Regions from separate parts of the Mus musculus genome. Here region 2 is linked to region 1. The links are chromatin contacts, called in public HiChIP or PLAC-seq maps. All regions are on one chromosome and are shown on one strand. Each heading gives the region's core, a stretch centred on a gene start, on an enhancer-like site or on the middle of the called end of the contact. The rest is flanking DNA. Distances are from core to core; before and after follow the strand shown. Region 1 overlaps Pacsin2 (protein kinase C and casein kinase substrate in neurons 2). Region 2 overlaps Bik (BCL2-interacting killer).

Region 1 (2,691 bases), core at 84-2,583:
GTGGGCAGTAAGGTGGGTCACTTCAGGTGGTGCAGTCAGTGTGTGGAGTCTGAGATGAGAATGTGTGTGTGCATGCGTGTGTGTGTGTGTGTGTGTGTGTGTGTGATTGTTCTACTTTATCATTCTCTGCTTTACTCTTTCCAGACAAGGTCTCTTACTGACCTTGGAGCTCACTGTTTTTCTACTAGCCTGTCTAGTCATCTAGCCCCAGCCACCTTCCTGTTGCCACCTGTCTTCCCCATCTTCTATACCACTGTCTATGTGTGCATTTATTTGTGGGAATTTACACTAACAAAACTGTCACAGGCTGAGGTTTAGGGACAATGTGGAGATATTTTTGTTCCATATGGTCTGTAGGCTAAGGGGATTCGGCCAATAGGAATTTTCATGCCTCACAGACAATGCCCACAATTAAATACCTATACTACACATATGTTAAGCAAATGCCTTAAGTCAGTGGTTCTCAACCTGTGTGGGTCAAGACTCCTTTTACAGGGGGCACCTAAGACCATCAGAAAACAGATATTTATGACATGTTATGATTCATAACAGTAACAAAATTATAGTTATGAAATAGCAACAAAAATAATTGTGTGGTTAGGGGTCACCGTGATGTGAGGAACTGTATTGAAGTGTCTCAGCATTAGGATCGTTGAGAGGGCCACTGCCTTAAATGAATGCATGGATTCCAGCAGGAAGAATCACAGACTTCATAGTGAAGAAGGCTTTGGCCAGGGCCATTGATACCTATGTGTAGTTGACTGTCTTATGTCTAACCTAATATCACTTACATGCTGCTGTCCTTGGCCATTGGACAATGGCAAGAGCATTTCAGATGCTTTGGAATTTTTTTGTATTTCAGTTATTTGTAGAGGCCAGTGGTCTATGTGTAGGGGGACTGGTCAAGAGGGTTGAAATCTACTTTGCCAGAATACTGTAAACTGTAAGGGTTTTGTGGTCTAAGGATGTCAGAGCATAAAGCCAATCCTTGGAAGACACTGGGTGTGGTGGCCTTATAGATTCAGGAAACTTGAAAAGGAGCTAGGCAGGGACTGTTGTTTCCAAGGGGCAGGAGATTCCCTAAAGCCCAACTGAGATGCCATTGCCAGGGGGAAAGTGGAACTGGTCCTGGGGATGGCGCTGCATTTGGGAATGTCATAAAGCAGAACGGGAGACAGAACCAACGAGGTTCAGGCTGTTCAGGATACTGACCACCTTTGTGTGAGTCTCAGGTGAGTCCACTAGAACTTCAGGCCAGAAACACAGCACATCGTCCTTAGGAATGCCACAGACGTAGCCAGGCTGCATTCCTGAACTTACTGTCAGTTCATACATAGAAACCTCCCTGAGCTCTGCCCCGTGTGGGTGGCTGAATTCAGGGCAGAGGAATGTCATTGCCTGGAGCCAGGAGCACTGCTTTGCTGTCAGCAGGACAAAGTAGATTCTTAGCTCAGCAACAAACTTGATGTGGCCCCTATGTCCTTTTTTTGTTGCATGTCAACAAAGGCTGTTTGCAGTGTTTTTCATTGGATTTCTTAGTTACAAGTTGCTACCTTTGTTACTATATGTTCATGCCAGATAAAACAAAAGATAAACATGGAGGTGGTAATGATAATAATAAGCCTCAGACTCAATTCAGGTCAAGCCAAGCTGACTGCTTGGTGTGGCAGAGCCGTGGGTGTCTTTCTCTAGGTTCTCACAGCTTACCCGCCTTAAAGAGGAAGCTTCAGTGGGCATCACTCTGAAACTCAGTGGCTCCACTTCCCTTGAGTTTACATGTTTATCTCAGTTTAAGATCTCAAGAACAGAGATCTACTACATGTGTTCATGCAAACAACCGTAGTTAAATTCAGTGAGGAATGGAATGAATGAATTGGATGAATGAGTGAAGAGACTTGAAAGTAGGTTGTCTTCTGATCTCCACAGAAGGGAGTGGATGTTCTCAAAATGAGAGAGGGAAGGAAGGCCTAAGACTTAGAGGGCTGCGGGATGACCAGACTGTCAGATTGGCCTGAAAGCCATGGGGTGGGAGTGGGGAGCTGGGCTGGGGGTCCCAACGCCCCTCTGCTTTTGAGTCTGCATTTGCTAAACAGAGTTTTTCCTTGTGTCTGTCTTGTGACATTTCTGTCACCTGTCTCTAGTTTAGAAATGTCTTGTTTAATACAACTTAAAACTCATCTAAAAGAAGAGAGATGGGCATGTAAGTTGGATTTATTTAGTTTATCGTTCAGATGTATGTGGCCCTGTGGATAGACCCAGAGGCTTGTGTGAGCTAGGCAAGCACACTTACTACTGAGCTGTATCTGTAGCTCTGGTTAGCTAAATTTGGAGGTGAATCCGTGAGGCCAGCCACCCAGCTTGAGAAGGAAACCATTGTGTAGACTTAGGGAAGCTGCTGCATCCTGCTAGGGATAAGTGTGCTCTAGAGCCTTCATCATTCTCTTCATTTCCTTCAAAGAATACTATCTATTTAAGCATATATCTGTATTTAATGTTTCTATATGCTTTATAAAGCAGGACTCATAACTATCTTTTGCATGAATTTGTATTAATGCTCTATGTAGAAATAGAGCTAATAGTGCATGCGTGCGTGCGTGCATGCACTGTGCCCCGTGCGCTGTGGCCTCTGAGACTGACGAGAATGAAGAGTGCTGTTGTAGGCATGGGGTGGAACATTAGGAACCGGTTGGG
Region 2 (2,691 bases), core at 113-2,612, 99 kb before region 1:
CCAGTCAGGCCCTACCTGCCTTCCACGCACTCCATGAGGTCCACGTCTCTCACAGGCTCCTTCATGCTGGGAGTCTCAGAGGCCACTGGAGGTTGGGGGACCTGGTCGTGTGGAACAGTCTTGATGACGTCTCTGGCCATAAGTCTCGCCTCCGACATGTGTTCTGTGGGATAAAATAAGGCAGAGCGTGACTAGATCTCCAGAACTATGCACCGGTGGCTACAGACCATAGTAAGTGCTTGGTATGTGGGGCACAGAAAGCCCCCGGGAACTACAAGGCCTTGGTATATGAGTGTTCCTGACCCTCCTCTGTCCCAGAATGAGTCACAAAAACCAGAGATGCTTCCATCCAGGCTGCTCACATAAGCTGGGCTATCTTTCCCAAAGCAGGCCACCAAGCTTCAACAAGATTCTGGTCCTCTTTCCTGGTCCCTTGAAGATCAGGACGTTCAAAGACTCTGAATAGACTCCCCACTAGCCCCACCCCAGTCTGTCCAGAGCCTGCTAATGCTGTTTGCCCAGCCATAGCTCTACACACCACTGCCCCGTAGCAGACCTGAGCATCAAACCAAGTTTCTCCAAGGGCTGGGAGAAAAGCTTGTCCTTACCATGCAAGCATGAGGACTTGACTTAAGATCTCCAGAATGCAAGGCAGGACTCTGGAGGAGCTGTGTGCAGCACTACATGCCTGGAACCCCAGGACTGTGGAGCTGAGAACAGAGTCCATGGGGCTTGCTGACCAGCCAGCCCAATTTCATCAGTGAGTCCCAGTTTCCAGATCCTGTCTCAGAAACCCAAGTCACGTCTGGAGGGACGGGTTAATCAGGTAGAGACAGTGTGTACCACTCTTGCCGAGGAACAGAGTTCCATTCCCAGAATCCACATCGGCAGTTCGCAACCCCTTATAAACTCCAGGTGGAGGGGCTCAGAGCCCTCTTTCACCCTCCAAGGGCACCCACACTCTCACACACACACATATGCATACAACATACAATTATCAAATCTTCGGGGGGAGGGGACCCAAGGTGGATGGCTCCTGGGGGAACAGCAATGTTGACCTTTGCCCTCTACATGTGTGCACACACGTGTATATACACACACATGCATGCATACCCACACATAAAACATGTGTATATACAAAAGTTCTTCATGTCTCCAGGTCTTCATGCCTGAAGGCTCCCATGAGGTAGAAAAAGTGACTGTCACTTTTCTGTCTTTGACCATCTATGACAGAAACATGAACCATGTCCCCTGTAATGAGGGCAGGGGAAATATGTCAGACTCTGCTGCCCCATATCTAAGAATAACCTTCTTGCCTCTGTGGCCATTTCCTCTGAGCTGCTTGGGCCGTCATCCAACTCTCCCCGACTCCTCCTCCCCCCAGCCCTTCCAGAGTCCTCCACGCAGGCTGTGTGCCTCAGCAAATCACCAAGTCCTGGGTCTCTGAAGTGAAGATACTAAGGACCCCAGCTCTGTCCTTGGGGACAGAGGAAAGCCCAGGCACCCCTGCCCACAAAGAGACTGAAGTGAGTTCCCAAGGAGAGCGACTCCTTCGCCCTGACTTTATGAAGAACACAACTAGCGGGTTTCACTGTTTTCATCCCTGAGGGCGGAACCTGAACCTCACGCAAGACAGGGCCGTGTGTGCCACTGGGGGCAGAACTTGAACCTCACGCAGGACAGGGCTGTGTGTGCCACTGGGCCACACCTACAGCCTCATTCCTTCTTTACTTATTCTTTTCTTAGTCTCAGTGTGTGTGTGTGTGTGTGTGTGTGTGTGTGTGTGTGTGTGTGTGATGGAAGGGGACACATGCCACACTGGCCATGGGGAGGTCAGAGGACAACTCTGCAGAGCTTGTCCTCTCCTTCTGCCTTCACATGGGTTCTAGGAACCACACTGAGGTCACCAGGTTTTGTCCCCAGTGAGCCTCTTCCCAGGCCCTTGACACTCCCCCACCCCCACCACCACCTTTGAGACTAGCTTTTTTTATGTAGGCCTGGATGTCCTGGAACTTTCTCTGTAGACCAGCCTAGCCTTGAACATGAGATCTGTCTGCTCCTGCCACCTGGTGCCGGGATTAAAGGGATTCCCCACCTCCTTTAATGTCTGCTATTGCTCTGGAGTAATTATGACAAATGGGCGAAATAAGATGAGAGTCCTCCATGATCCTATGCTGGTCAGTCTTTCCTTTAAACACGCCTGTAGCCACATAGGCATCTTCCAAACCAAGGTTGCCCCACAGTACTTTGCAGCCCCCTCTCCCTCAAGCTCCTGTCAGAGGCTTCATTTTGATCTCTAACCATCTCTCAACTCCTGCTAGGACAACACCTCTACACCAGCACTCATTGAGGTCCATCAAGACCCTGTCACACATTCTCTTGCCCAGTATCCCTTGCAATGCTGGTCATGTGACCAAGTCTGGCCAGTGAGGTCTCCAAGAATTTGGACACAGGGTTGGAAGAAAGGGAACAGAGGCCAAGCTCACAGGAACACAAAGACCAATGCCGGAACCTACAAAGACCATGCTGTCCCAGGTAGAACTTTCTGCCACCAACACGACAGCATAAATACATAAACAAAATAAATCTTTAAAAAAAGATTTACTTATTTATTTTAAGTAAGTATATGAGTACACTGTAGCTGTCTTCAGACACACCAGAAGAGGGCATCAGATCCCATTACAGATGGTT

The links. HiChIP or PLAC-seq counts read pairs in DNA pulled down with a chosen protein or histone mark.
Region 2: an H3K27ac HiChIP or PLAC-seq map of microglia shows a contact between it and region 1, with 3 times the contacts expected there. The contact joins two enhancer-like sites. A contact is called at or near these places in 5 of 115 datasets of contacts at active chromatin or transcription factors (double positive thymocytes, embryonic stem cells, microglia and 1 more) and 3 of 9 other capture datasets (adipose tissue, liver and pancreatic islet).

The regions. Positions count from the first base shown.
Region 1 is chr15:83,439,588-83,442,278 of GRCm38.p6, reverse strand. All of the region lies in intron 1 of Pacsin2 (protein kinase C and casein kinase substrate in neurons 2), which reads left to right. Among named protein-coding and RNA genes, the nearest start is that of Pacsin2, 24 kb to the left of the region's middle. Within about 2 kb of position 1,333, at least 62 of the 459 cell types and tissues checked have an H3K27ac peak or open chromatin away from gene starts, as enhancers often do. A contact at or near this core is called in microglia, where this site is marked.
Region 2 is chr15:83,538,767-83,541,457 of GRCm38.p6, reverse strand. It overlaps Bik (BCL2-interacting killer), which reads right to left. Exons shown (of 5, transcript NM_007546.2): 2 at 16-163. The coding sequence starts at 158. It also overlaps the pseudogene Gm46495. Among named protein-coding and RNA genes, the nearest start is that of Bik, 13 kb to the right of the region's middle. Within about 2 kb of position 1,362, at least 27 of the 459 cell types and tissues checked have an H3K27ac peak or open chromatin away from gene starts, as enhancers often do. A contact at or near this core is called in microglia, where this site is marked.